Linked DNA regions of Sus scrofa: region 1 is linked to region 2. Evidence: chromatin contacts called from public Hi-C data. All regions are on one chromosome and are shown on one strand. The core of a region is the stretch at or near the end of the contact, and the rest is flanking DNA. Distances in the headings are between cores, read along the strand shown.

Region 1 (7,047 bases), core at 2,260-4,759, 55 kb after region 2:
CCCTACGGCTGAGTCCAGGCAGGAGCTTCAGCACTTTGGTCTGTTGGCACCTGCTGCTCCCGTCAGGAGGGACAGGCGGCTTCGCGCCGGGCTCCCTGCTGCCTTTCCAGAGGGCCCGCTCCGTCGACACCCTCCTGGGGACCTTTGTGCCCTGTCCTCACGCACAGGAGGTGCTGGCTCTCCGAGGCGCGGGTTAGGCCATAGTTCGCTGTATGCGTGACAGCCGGGGGACCCAGCCTCTCTGGAAAATGGAAGTAAAGTGGCCCAGCTGAAAGCAGATCTTAGAGAAGGTTCACCTGCTTCTCTCTCCGTAACGATGGGCGGTGTTCTGTCCATTTGTCATCACGAACATGAGGCCTTGAAGTCACAGTCCTACCTCTTCGATTGCTGTCAGAGAGAAGCGGTGTGTTTCTTACGGGTGCCTCCTGAGCGCGGTCGGGGACGCAGGCCTTCTGCCCTCCCACCCTTGGACGGGCAGTCCGCGTGGTCCTGCCGAGGGCGCGGGGGGTGCCTCCCTCACGCTGAGATCGCCCGAGGCTTGCTTTCCTCCCGAAGCCTCGGATTGTGCCCAGCCCCTCCCATGCATGCTGCTGGGGTCTCTGGCAGTTTGAAAAGCTTCTGGATGCTTGGCTCTCATCTCAGAACAGACAGTTCCATCAGGTGCAAGACTCTGCCTCGCTTCACTGTCTCTCGCCCCCATTTTTTCTGACGAGAAGTCACTGCTGCTCCTGTCGGCTGTCCTCTGACCACCCGTGCCTTTCTTCTCTCTGGGCGCCCCAAAGGTTTGTCTCTGCTTCGCGGCATTTTGACAGTGATGTGCCTGCACATGGCGTTTTGAGCAGGATGTTATCCCGCTTGCGATTCCCTGAGGCTTTTGAATCTATCATTTGGGTCTTTTACCAAGTTTGGGTAATTACTGCCAGTATTTTTTCAAAGTTTTTTCCTCCTCGTTTCTCTCCTTTCCTAAGATTCCAATTGCACGTATGTTGGAGCTTCTGATGTTGTTTCACCAGTTCCTGAAAGTCTGTTTTGTTGTAACTCACTTTTTAAGTCCCTGTTCGCAGGTCGAATGGTCTTGCTTGAGCTGCCATCACGCTCGCCACCTTTGCGTTCTTGGCCTCCAGTCTGCTCTGTTTCAGTGCCAGACATTTTCTTTCTCAGTTCTGGATTTTGTCCTTTCTTTGTAGCTCTCTTTCTCTTCCGAGTTCTCTCATTTCATGTCTTAGGGGTGTATTTTCATTTCATTGTTGTAGCCTTGAACATGCTCGCTGTGGGTGCTTGGTCTGCTGGGAGCTCGCGTTCCGGGTCCGGGGCGGGGTGTGGGGTGAAGCGGGCGAGATAAGCAGTATGCGGTGAGTGCTGCCGGGCAGGCAGTGCCAGGGTGGATGGAGCCCAGCTGCAGTGTTAGGTCCAAGGAAGGCCCTGAGAAGGTGGCATCTGAGCGGAGACCTGAGCAAAGGGTGGTAGGGACGGGCCCTGGGAGCAGAGGCCTAAGGGACCTGGGTCTCCAGCACAGGAGGTCCCCCCTGGGCAGAGCGAGGGGTGGGTCAGGTGGTCGCTGGGCCCTGGTCATCATCACCCTCTGCCTGTGGGTCTCTCTGTGGGTCACTCATGGCGTGTCCCCATGATGGCTTGCATCAGCTGGAACCTCATCTCCCACTGTACACTGAGCAGAAGAAGAAAACGCTTCTGGAAGTTTCTTCTGAGGGCATCAGGGACATGATGCCCGAAGCTGTCACTGCCCCGCCCTGTGTCACTAAAGCACCATGCAGGCTCCTTTGCACATGACCTCTGAGCAAGATTGTGCCCGCAGCGGTGCTGAGACGCCCGCTTCTCCCCTTGTCATCCCAGGGGCTGCATGCTGCCTGGGGCGGGTCTGTGGGGCACTCTGCCCCTCAGCAGCCGTCCTGGCCTCTGACCTCCGGGGAGCTGCCCGTCACATTGACCTCCCTGGAGGGCCAGAGACAACCAGCCTCCAGAGGTGGCGGGGGAGAGGGAGACACGGGCATGTCCCCGGCAGTGACCCCCAGCAGACACGGAGTCCGTGGGGGGCGGAGGCCTGAGGGCTGTCCTGACCTCTGACCTGGGTGCCTGCTGGCTGTGGGTGAGTGATGCTCTCCTTTCCAGATGCGCCGACCCTCCCTGGCGCTGCTGACCAGGGTGGGCGTTTCTGTCCTAACTGGCCACGCGAGCCTGTCCCAGGGCTTGCCCAGGCAGCCTGAGGATGCCGGCCCCAGGTTCATGAGCATGGGGGAGGCCCTGGGTGGCTGTGGGCTTAGCAGGTCGTCTGCAGGCACCAGGGCAGCGTGGGGTGAGGGCGGCCCCCACGTGCGTGGCACGAGTGTGCGGGGGCAGGAGCTCGCCCGCCGTGGTGCTGGGTGTTAGGCTGCCCCGTGCAGGGCCTGTGGACACACGAACCTCCCGGGCTGCCTGGGGAGCAGGCAGGTGAGACAGCCCAGCAGACGGGCCGCCCGGAACGGCTGTGCCAGGCACCTCGCATCGCCTCCCGTCCGCCAAGGCACTTGGAGACGTGCTTTGGCTGATTTTCCTGCGCGGGAAACAAAAGACAAAGACATGTAAGGCCTCGTGTGCCCTTCAGCCTGATACATGTTAAAGATTTGGAATCTATTCATCTGAAAAGCCTCCGGGGCCGGCTCTCATTTCCGTCGACAGGAAGCCTTCCCGTGTTTGCCCCACACCAGCCAAGCCAGCTGAGGTCCTCACCGTGGATTTTGTTTCCGGCCTAGTTGGTGACACCTGCACGGGTCAGAGTGGCGGGCACGCCTGGGTGCGGAGGGCCGGTTGCCATGGCAACCGAATATTGCCCAGCACCGTGAGGCGCTGCGAGGGGCGGGCAGCCGCCTCGGGGGTCACCCGGGTCAGTTCCTGCCCCGCGGCGGCCAGGACACCCCTAAACACAGATCGGCAGTTTGCCAGGCGCTGCCTGATTGGGAGCAGGCCACTTAAATGACGTTTTTTCTTAGAGCAGGAAGCCTTCAGCCAGCTCTTTGCAAAACACCTCCTTGAGAGAAAACGTGTGTTGTCTGCCGCCTGACCTCTGGCGTAAACTGTCACATGCACAAGACGTGACCAGGAAGCTGGACAGATGGGGCTCCTGTCCCGAGAGGCCTGCCCGGGTCCCGCCGATTCTTGAGGACTCCTGGGCAGACGTGGCTCCAGGCAAGGGCGGGGACACAGGAGGCCCAGCAGGCCCATCACCCACCGAGTGAGGGGCCAAGGTAGGGGAGGTGCTCAGGAGCCTGGCTGCGTCCCGGGGCCTCAGGCTTCAGTTCCTCCTGGGCCCGAGGATGGGCCCCAGTCTGTCCCTTCAGGCAGGGGCAGCGAGGCCAGGTGGTTTGAGGCCAGAAGAGGCTGAGGGTCCCGTGCCTGTGTGGCCCCTGTCTAGGCGAAGAGCAGACAGGAGTGCCTGTTCCCCGGGCCGTGCTGGACCTGGCGAGAGGTTTCCATTCTGCTGTTGTGACCTCCCTTTTGTTTGTTCTCTGCTCTCTTGTTGTGTTTCGTCAGAATGAAACAGGAAACCGTCTTAACGAGTCATTTGGCAGTCGTGCCCTCTGGACCGCAGTGTTTGCAGGGTCACTGTTGCTCATGGTTCCCCCAGGGCCTGCCTGTCTGGGTGGCAAGGGGGGCTGTCGGTTCAGGGGCAGTGTCGGCGGGGCCTCCCTTGCACCCCTCCGGCTGCCATGCCTTCTTCACCACCCGAGCCCCTGCTGGGGCGGGGTCACCTCCATGCCAGGCTGCAGGGGGCTGGCACACTGGCCGTCCCTCTGTCCTCAAAACGCAGTCTCCCTCACATGGGATAGCCCACACACAGGCGCGGCAAGTGGCGCGACGCCTGCTCTCGAGCACAGCTTGTGGACAGGAAAGTGGGGGGGATGCGGTAGCACAGCCGACCCTCAGCGGGGACAGAGCAGGGTTAGATTAGAAACAGCTTGGGGCCCTAGTTAGGGACAGATCAGGGCTCTAGTTAGAGACAGTGCAAGACCCTAGATAGGGACAGTGCAGGGCCACTGTCAGGGACTGCACAGGCCTCTCATTAGGAACAGGACAGGGATGTCATTCGGGACAAGGCAGAGCTCTAGTTTAGGGACAGGGCAGAAATCTAGTCAGGGACAGTGCAGGACCGTAGTTAGAGACAGTCCAGGGCCTTCGTTGGGCAGGACTCGAGAGAGAGAGCAGGGCTCTGGTTGGTAACAGCCAAGGGCTTTGGTTTCAGACAGTGCAGGGCCTCATGAGGGACAGATCAGGGCCCTAGTTTGGGACACTTAGGTCTCTGATCGAGAAGGTGCCGGGCTCCCTAGTCGGGGACAGCCCAGGGCCGTGGGCGACACTGCGCTGCACGCTCGTTGGAGGAAGGGCGGGGCTCCAGATCGACAGTCCAGGGCTCTGTAGGGCCCAGGGCAGGGCTCTGGTTAGGGACAGTGCTGGATTTTAGGTCGGGTCATGGAGCTGGGTTAGGGGCTTAGGGTTGGAGGGTCGGGGGTCGGGTCAGGGTCAGGGTTGGGGTAGGGTTAGACTTCAGTCCCGAGGGCTCTCCTTCTGAGGACACACTGTACCGGCCTCGAGTACTGGGGCGGGGCACGTGCTGAGGAGCCGGCTACAGGCGGTGCTCCTGGACCAGGCGGGCCGGCTGTGCTCAGGGCCTCGGGTCCTGAGGCTCCCGGCCCCGTGTTGGGGGCTTGCAGAGTCTGGGTTCCTCTCCCGCTGCTTGAGTTTGGCAAGGGGTCAGGGACCGGAGTGCATGGTGAATGAAGTCAGGACTGCCCGCCTTGTCCCCCACCTCCCCACCCGCCCTCTCCCCGGGAGCCACGCTGGACCCGGGCGTGTGCCCGTCGTGAGGCCCAGGGGCTGTTGCAGGGCCCAGCACGTCCCGCCGCTGCCACAGTGAGCCATCATCCCAGCAGACGGTGTCAGGGACACTGGGCCAGGCCAGGCGCTCCCGAAGCAGCCCTGTCACCCCTCATCTCGTGCTTCGGTCTCTTTGAGAGACCGGGCGTTGGCACCTGTGGGGACAGGGGGCCTAAGAACCGGGTCTCTAAGGTATAAGAAGGTTCCTTCTTTGCCATCCGTGATGCAGCGCTGGCTGCTCTGCCCAGAGGGCCGAGGTGCTGTGACTTAGGCTGTGCTCCCAGGTGGGGCGGGGGACGCAGGCAGGAGTGACAGCTGTCAGCCGTGATGCGCCCTCTCCCCTCCCGCTTGTAACCGTGAAGCTAATGGGCTCCTGCTCACAGCGTGGATGGTGCTGTCATCTCTGAGGAGCCGTGCCTGCGCAGCTTAATTACTCTTCCTCAGGAACGGTGACAGTTTCCAGGCAGTGTCAGCGCCATCAGGCGGCCCCAGCCCTGAAAGCTTGCTTAGGGTCCCATTTCCTTCTTGGTCAGCGGCGAGGCCTCTGGCATCCAGGCCTTGACGCTGGGTGACCACAGCACCTGCTGAGCCCCCCAGGTCCCCTTGTTGGCTGGAGCCGGTCTGCGGGCGTCCACGTCCAGAGCAGACAGTCAGCGAGAGTCTCCCGGGAGGAGCAGCCGGCCTTCTGCATCCGCCCTGGAGCCCTGCTCGCTGTGCTTGGCGTCGCCGGGCTGCCCCGTAGCAGGGTTTCTCATCTTCTATAGAAGAGTCCTCACCCTTCCTAGAACCCGGGGGAAGAGCCACACCAGCGCCACGTCCGCGTCCTGCTGCCGAGCAGCCGGGGCAGCCTCGGGTCACAGGTCGGGCCCAAGACCAAGGACCTGAGTGCATCGCGTCGCAGGCATTCCTCAGACTCGATGTGTGGCTCCTGCTCACACGGCGGGCACCCCAGGCCGGGGACTCAGAGGGTGGTTTGGAAGCCCGGGCCGGGAGGCGAGCCCACAGAGCAGCCCCCTGCTCGGAGCGCCTGAGCGAGCCAGGCTGTGGCCAGGCCAGCCCTCGGGTGCACGGACGGCAAGGCAGGGGCTCCGCCTGCTCTGGGACCTGGAGGCCGCCGCCGATGGCCAGTCCTGGGCTCGGTCAGGACAGGAGTGGACCACCCCGCGTGTCCCCTGCTGCTTACCACGCCCACATCTCCACCCCGCGGCCACCACCTCTGTCCACGTGCAGGGCAGAGCCCCAACCCCGGTCTCACAAGGATGCGTCCCAAACGCGCTGTCCTGTGTGGGCTGCCTTATGGGAAACGAGCCAGCAGTGGGTGGGGGCAACCGCATGGAAGCTCCCCCGGGCACTTGCTCACCACCCTCCCAAAGCCACTGGCGGGACGTCCCCCCGTGGGTGGAACCTTCCGGGCTCCCTGTCCCTCTGGAGGGGCCTGCACATCTTGGAGGAGGGCTTGTTTTCCTGGGGCCGCGGCGGACAATGTGCTCCTTGTGCGGCCGCACAGCTGCTGCCCCCGCGGGGCCCAAGCAGAGGAAGCAGGGCGGGTGGGTGCAGGCCACCCTCTCCTCCTCAGCGGGCCAGCAGGCGCTGGTGCCCGGAGGGACGCCCAGCAAGGAGGCAGCTCCAGCCTCAGCCTGGAAACCAGCTCTGATGAGGTGGAGGGGGGGCCCACTCACCCATCAGAGCGAGGAGAATGCCAGTGGTTCAGAAGGGCCAGGTGACACATGCGTCCCTAGGGTGGCAGCAGGTCCCCATTGCCTGCTTCCTGGCACTTAGGGGGGGTCTCTGGGCTCTGCCACTTGCACGTCGCCGTGATTGATGTCACTCAGACTGCACATTCCCATTCTGTTCGCGCGGCTGTGCCGAGTGAGGTGACAGAGAAGGCGGGCTCTGGGGACCTCGCCACACGCCCGTGCGGGCTCTGCCGGCTGCTGGGCAGTTTCCAGCCAGCGCGAGTGAGGCACAGGCCCGACTCCCAGGCGGGCAGGCGGGCGGCCCCGGCCTTGCCTCCTCCGGGGCCTGCCCTGCTCTCGGAGCCAGCAGGGGCCTCAGGCACTGGCCTCGCGGCCCCCGAGGTTTCCCACCGCCAGCAGAGGAAGGCTGGCACTGAGGACCCGGGGCCGTCCGTCCTCAGAGCGGAAGCAGCTGCGGTTAAGTCCGCTCAGCCCACGTTGTCTG
Region 2 (6,836 bases), core at 1,547-4,046:
GCATGTGTGAGCATCGCTGCTATCCAGTTTGACAGTATTTTGGTCCCTCCACACAGAAATCTTTTCCCTGTCAGCAGTCGCTCCTTGTCTCCCTCCCCCAGCTCCTGGGAACCACTGATCGAAGCTCTGCCACCGTGGATTTGCTTATTCTGGACGTTCCATGTAAACGGAAGCATACAGTATGTGGCTTTGTATGCCCGGCTTCTCCCCGAGCACGGTATTTTCAAGGCTCGTCTCTGCTGCAGGCGTATAAATGCTTTACTCCTTTTTATGGCTGTGATACACCTGTGGACACTTGATTAAATTCAGGCAGAAACAGGCAAGAACTGGGCCCCGGGCCAGCCTTTCCTCAGCCAAGCCCTGCTCCATGGGGTTCACTCCCTGGAAGGTTCTAGACCCTGAGATAGACTGGACCTCTGCGGTCAGCTCCCAGGAAGAGACATGAGAATATGAGCTCCCGGCAGACCTCTCCGATGGCCTTGCCCACCCTGGGCAAACCCGGGGAGGGAGCCCAGAGCCCAGTGAGCTGGAGGCTGGACAAGGGGCCCCTTTCTGCTCCGCACAATGTCCCATTGTACACGTCTCAGGGGGAACAATGCAGCCCTGGCCAGGGGAAGCTGAGGACAAAGGGCCCTTTGTGAGAACTGTCCCCACCTGAAAAGCAGCATCCAGGGTCACACCTGACAGTGGAGCCGTCCCTCCTCGCCTCTGTCCCCTGCTCCGCTCCCACATCCGGGCAGGGACCCAGGGGAGCTCGGGCGGGCTTGGCCGGATTCTCCGTGCTCCCCCCAGACGGCTGTGCGGGCTCATCTGGGACTCGGCACCTGGACAACTGGCCGGGGTGGGGGAGGGGAGGGGCAGGTTGTGGGTTCGTGTGGAAGGACCTGGAAGCAGGACTCCGGCCGGGGCTAGGTGTTCCTCCACTCCCCCTCAGGCTCACGCTTCCCTGCGGGGGGCTCTTCAGGATGCAAAAGACGTTTGTACCCTCCATGGAAAATCTGTCTTCCAGGTCCCACTTCTCAGGTGGGGTCCCAAGGAAGGGTTTTTCATGGACAAGAAAAGGAAGGTTTTTTTAAAAAATCACATTGTAGGAGTTCCCTGGTGGCCTAGTGGGTTGAGGACCTGGCATGATCACTGCTGTGGCTTGGGTTTGATCCGTGGCTTGGGAACTTATGCATGCTGTGGTCTTGGCAAAACAAACAAACAAACAAAACAAAAAAAAAATCACTAAGATGCACGTAGATGCTATTACCCCAACACTGGGGGTGGGGAGCAGCAGCTGGAGGCTGCAGAGAGGTTCCAGAAGTGTCTAGTCTGGACTAATTCGGGAGATCCCTTGTCCAGAGCCAGTTCTTGCCCTTATGGAGCTCACAATACAGACGGTGAAGAGATAATTAAACAACCGAGAAAGCCTGATTATTTGACTATGTAAATATCGATCATTTATACATCAAACACTAGGAACAAGATGTGAAAACAAAAAACCCAGGACAAAAATTCACAGTAGACACACAAGAAAAGGATCTTTAACACGTTAAGAGTTTTTACAAATGAATAAGGAAAAATCCACACCTACTGCAATCATTTCCTTCCAAGTACTCCACAGTTTACCCCAAACTCTGAAGGCGCTAATGCCTACTCTCTCACACACCTTTCTTTCTTTCTTTCTTTCTTTCTTTCTTTCTTTCTTTTTTTTTTTTTTTTTTTTTTTTGCTTTTTAGGGCCACACTAGCAGCATATGGAGATTCCCAGGCTAGGGGTTGAATCGGAGCTACAGCTGCCAGCCTCCACCACAGCCACAGCCATGCCAGATCCTTAACCCACCGGGCGAGGCCAGGTATCAAACCTGCAACCTCATGGTTCCTAGTCGGATTCTTTCCACTGCGCCACGACAGGAACTCCCCACACCTCTTCTTTCCTCTGAAGATTGCCTAGCACTCCACCCGCTGAATGACACCTGTCCCGTATCCTCAGAATGTAGAGTTGCTGGAGGCTTCCTGGGGTTCTGTTGGGTGATTCACTGGTCAGTAAGGGCTTCCCTCCTCTGAATCCTCAGCCAGCCACTTTCCCCCCTTGGCTAGAGGTCCAGTCTCGAGAGCCAGGAGAAGTGCTAAGGGGACTTGGTTGCCCTGTGCAGAAACTTCGGGGGTGGGGGTGGGGGTGGGGAAGAGAGCTGAAGGGTCTGAATATTAGGACCCAGGTGCTGCCTGAACTGTCTGTCACTAGCTGTGGAGCCACCACCCCAGCATCCTCCTCAGATAGCAGAAGTGGGGAGCTGGGAAGGGACCCCTTCGAGGCAACTGCCCACCCACTCCTCCTTCTCAATGCAGGCAGAGGCAGCCTGGAATCCTGGGGTGGTGAATCCTGCTCGGCCTTTCCTCTGCGCGAATGTGAGTTCCACACACAGCCAGGGCATGCAGAGGGAGCACGGTAGCCTCCAGGGTTCTTGGCTGCCCTCATCTCAGCCTCCCTGGATGCATATCACATCGTCAGACACATGCTTTCCAAGAGCCTCCTTCACATTGCGTTTCTGCCTCTGAATTCAGTGCCTCCCGCCCTCCCTAGAGTGAGAGTCCAGGAGGGCGAGCTCCTGGGTAGGGGCGTGCACTGGGGACCTCTGCAACCTCGGCTTATTCAATGAACGAGTGAGTGAAGGAGCGACGCGGTCAACCCGGCTCCCGCAGCGGCGCCGCCAGTCTTTCAGGCGCGAAGCCCCCGACCCCCGCAGCAGCAGCGCCCCCGAGCGTGCGCGCGGCTGGCCGCGGCGCACGTGAACCTCCAGTTGTGGGCGGGGCCTCTCGGCGGGGGCGGAGCGATCGGCGCGCGGCGTCCCCCGCGCATGCGTTCTGAGGGCCCGGCGATGGCGGCGTCCGAGGATCCCCTGAGGCGGCGGAAGGCCGCGGCCGCGGGCCCGGAGCCCGCGTCTCCGCCGGGGCGCGACCCCATGAGCTGCCCGGCCCGCTTCCGCGCGGGCACCTTCTGGCTCACCAGGGTCGTGCTCCTGAAGGCCCTCGCTTTCGTTTACTGTGAGTCCGCGGGGCCTGCCCGATGGTGCCCCTCCACGCGCCCCGCCCCCACAGGCCGTCCCCCCGCGGGCTCCCCGCCGAGCCCCGGCCGCGCGCCCCTCCCCCCTGCCGGGACCGGGGGCGCCCACGCCGACCGGGCGTCCGTGGGGCAGCGGCTCCGCTCTGCCGCCTGCAGTTCCACGGTCTGCGGCGCCTGCGGCCTCCCCGCGGCTCGGCAGCTTTGAGGCACGAGCAGCAGGTGCGGACTCACCTGCGAGGTGGGCGCTAGCCGGGTTTGACCGGGCAGAGCCTCGCGGCCAGCCCCGGCCCCCCTGCCTCCCGGGTCTCCTCGACCACAAGGCTGGACCCCCGGGTGCCCCCCAGCGCGAAATACACACGCCCGCCCTGGTCCCCACGCCCGGACGGGTGCAAACGCCCGAAGCCGAGCAGGGCGTCTGAAGCCCAGCCGGGCTTCTCAGAGGAACGTGGCCTTGCGGGGGCCGTGGGGGTGGGGGACAGTCCACGGCAGGAGTGATCTGGGGCCAGCGGGCAAGTCCCCCTTCCGGAGGGTCCAGAGGGCGCTGGTCCCCGGCGCGGCGAGCCGGCTTCGTTTCCGACGCGTTGGAAGGGGTGGACATGCAGCTCTTCGAGCCGGCGTTAGAAGGGGGGGACATGCAGCTCTTTGCACAGCGGCCTTCAGCAAACACTGAGAGGGCTCCGCGGGGCCAGGTCCCGGGGTGGGGCCGGGGGGTCCTGCGAGCCCTTCGAGGGCCGCCGCGTGCGGCGGCGGGCAGGGATGGGGGGGTTCAGCCCCGCCTCCCGTGCGCTCTAAGTTACCATAAAAAATAGTTCTTGCCGGTATTGCTTTAGTCTCCACGGGATTGAATAATCATTCCAAACGTTTGAGCTGTCATTTTGCGAAAGATGGAGTCAAGGCAAAGTTAATCTGCGAGACTTTAATAGTCCCTTAAACCGTCGCCGTAACAGTGGAAAAACCCCGGTGGGTGGCTCCGCTCGCAGAGAGCGCCGCTTAAAACCCTGCTCGGCTTTCCAGGGAGTGGGGCTGCCTTTGATCTCCACAGGGATTCGCCCTTCAATTCAGAAGGGAACCGTTTCCAGCCACCGGGGCGAGCAGATATTTTAAGCCTGGTGCTGAGTACAGAATGATTTGCCCTGGCAGATGGGTTTTTTCCCCTGGCTTCTCTCTATTGGGGGTGGCGGGGCGGTAGGGTGGGGTTCAGCCGCTCGAAGAAACCAGTTTTTCGCATCTTCCGGGCGGAGAGGGTCTCTGGCTGAGATGACCCGGGCAAGGAGGCAGTCATCCTGCCTTGATCTCTTTCTGGAGAGTTGTGGGTCTCACCGCAGACTCCCTCTGAGCCCCTTAACTCCCGGGGAAATCCCACAATGCCATGGGCTCTGGGCACCTTTCCCTGACGTTGGTACACTTGTTCTCTGGGACTGCCAGGCTGGACAACAGGCGTCTGCACAGCTAACAGTTCCTAAGCCAGGAGCCTGTCTGGTGTCGCCCTGGGAGCTCCTTGCATCCAGGGACGGTTTTCATACCTCCATCCTTTGTCACCTGGGAGCAGCTCCCCTTCCATAAATTTCCTTGCCTTTCTGCGGCCTTTATCAATACTCCGTGTCACCACGGGATACTTTTCCAACTGTGTTCCCCCCCCCCCCATCGGCACCCTGGCCGTGACACTGACGGCGCAGACTGCCCACCCGAGAGGCCTCTGGTCCTCTGTCATTGAAGTCCTAATTCCTTGGATCTCCTTTCTTATTTGGGGGTTGTTCTCTCTTTAAAGCGTGCGCACCCAGTCCGCTTTCTAGCAAAGAGCGTGGAGAAGGTGAACTGTCTGTGTCCTTCTCGGTCGCACAGAAGTCGCCCGGGCCTGTGCTTCTTCGGAGCTCGGTGGCGTCCAGGAGTCTTATACGGCCTGACTCCTGCTCCCTGGCGGGTGACCGAAGGGAAACACTCTGATTTCTCCTGCTCACATGCCTCTGACCTCGACCGCGCGCGTGGGTTTTTTCGCACACCGATGAATCCTCTGACGGTCCAGACACTGCTCGAGGGGACGCGCTCCTTCTGACGCCAAGTGCCCGGCGTCCGCGCAGACCCCCCCCCCCTCGGTCCTGGCATCCCCTGTGCTTCTGAGCGACCAGCCGTCCATCAGGGCCCGGGCCCCCTCTGGTTCCACACCTTTGCCGGAGCGCTCAGAGGGCTCTGAGAGGCTTGGCCTGTGTTCACGGTTCATCGTGAAGGCCGCCCCTCGGAGCCGAGGCTCTGCAGCGTCGGGCGGGTGGTCCTGCTGCTGGTGGAGCGGATCTGCCCGCTGCCGGTCACAGCAGCCATCACAGCGGCGGAGGCGAAGCTCCCACAGCTGCAGCTCGTCCCGCTCCCCGTCACAAGGCTCACCTGGGTCTGGAGGCCCAGCCTGGCGGCCCGTCCGCAGTCCCGCACCCGCATTTGCTGAACTCTTAGCTTTTCTTTGGAAAATGTGAGGACAAATGGAGCCACAAGAGTGCTGGACTCCCGCTTCTTTTTTTGTCGTTCTGAGCTTTCAGCGCTTCTGAGAGTTCTCGTGCAGTTAGTTCTCCGTCTTCCCTCCAGGCCCCTCCAGGGCTGCTTAGATTTGCAGGCGTCTCTAAAGTGCTCCCTGTTTGTTGAAGACACAAGCACTGCTCTCTCTGCGCTCCCTGCAGCACACGCCTGCAGAGAGGACGCACTGGGGCTTATTGTGCCCAGGTCCAGAATTTCACCACATTCAATGGAACCGCCCGGTGGACAGGGACATCGCAGAGGTGATTCTGATTTAGTTTATAGCCCTTTATCCGAAGGGGAGAGAAAACCCAATTTTTTTTTTTTTTTTAAGGAAATCTTTGCAGACCTCCTTGATGATGCAGGTTGGGTGGCCTTGGTCCCCTCTCCTAGGTCAGGAAGCAGCTAGAGTCTCATGCCTGGGCCTGTCTCCTTCCTCCCTAGAGCCGGTGGGGTAGGGGGCTTTGTGGGGGGGTGACTCTTTCCTCCAGTGGGGCGGGGGCTGACTGAGCCTTTCTGAGGTTGTTGGTTTGGTTTAGCTCTGAGATCCTGTGATATTTTGGAAATTTTTTTCTACTTTCTACTTGGCCATTTTTTTTTTTCTTTTTTTCTTTTTAGGGCTGCACCCTAGGCATATGGCAGTTCCCAGGCTAGGGGTCAAACCAGAGCTGCAGCTGCGGCTGCTGGCCTGTGTCACAGGCACAGCCACACAGGATCCAAGCCTCATCTGCAGCCTACACCCCAGCTCTTGGCAACGCCAGATCCTTAACCCACTGAGTGGGGCCAGGGATCAAACCCTTGTCCTCACAGATACTAGTTGGGTTCGTTACCGCTGAGCCACAACGGAACTCCTCTATTGGCCATTTCTGTAACAGAAGTGAAAACTGAATAGGTTTTTCTCTTCCGAAATTTAAATCCGTCCTCTTTTCATTTTTCCCTGTAAGTAAGGTGGGACATTTCCTGCACTGCTTGCCTTAGATTCACTTTTTTTAAACGATTTAACGGGGGAGACCAGATCTCATTTTTCTTTCGTGGAACCAGACTCTGGGCTGTGGTTGCAGGGAATGAGAGTGTCCAGCTGCTTAGCTCTTGCTACCTCGGCCCCTGTGGGTGGAAGAGCCTGAAGTGGCTTCTGGAGTGTGCAGGAGCCGTCTGAGTCGGGAGAGATGGGGCACCCACACGCACGCATGCGTGGCCAGGACTGGGTGGGCACCACTGTGAGGGTGGCCTCCACGTTGCCAGGCAAGTCAGTGGCATGTGACTTGGGCAGCTTCGGTCCAGCAGTAGAG

The links. Hi-C and Micro-C count contacts between places; a contact is called where the count stands out from the background.
Region 1: a contact with region 2 is called in a Hi-C map of liver, with 3 times the contacts expected there. The contact joins the enhancer-like site here to the promoter of LMF1 in region 2. A contact is called at or near these places in 2 of 5 promoter capture datasets (fetal skeletal muscle and liver), 3 of 47 Hi-C or Micro-C datasets (brain, embryonic fibroblasts and liver) and 2 of 2 datasets of contacts at active chromatin or transcription factors (alveolar macrophages and skeletal muscle).

Annotation. Positions count from the first base shown.
Region 1 is chr3:40,892,317-40,899,363 of Sscrofa11.1, forward strand. All of the region lies in intron 3 of LMF1 (lipase maturation factor 1), which reads left to right. Among named protein-coding and RNA genes, the nearest start is that of LMF1, 55 kb to the left of the region's middle. Within about 2 kb of position 3,510, at least 34 of the 83 cell types and tissues checked have an H3K27ac peak or open chromatin away from gene starts, as enhancers often do. A contact at or near this core is called in alveolar macrophages, embryonic fibroblasts, liver and 1 more, where this site is marked.
Region 2 is chr3:40,838,446-40,845,281 of Sscrofa11.1, forward strand. It overlaps LMF1 (lipase maturation factor 1), which reads left to right and starts at 2,797. Exons shown (of 11, transcript XM_021086874.1): 1 at 2,797-3,026. The coding sequence starts at 2,840.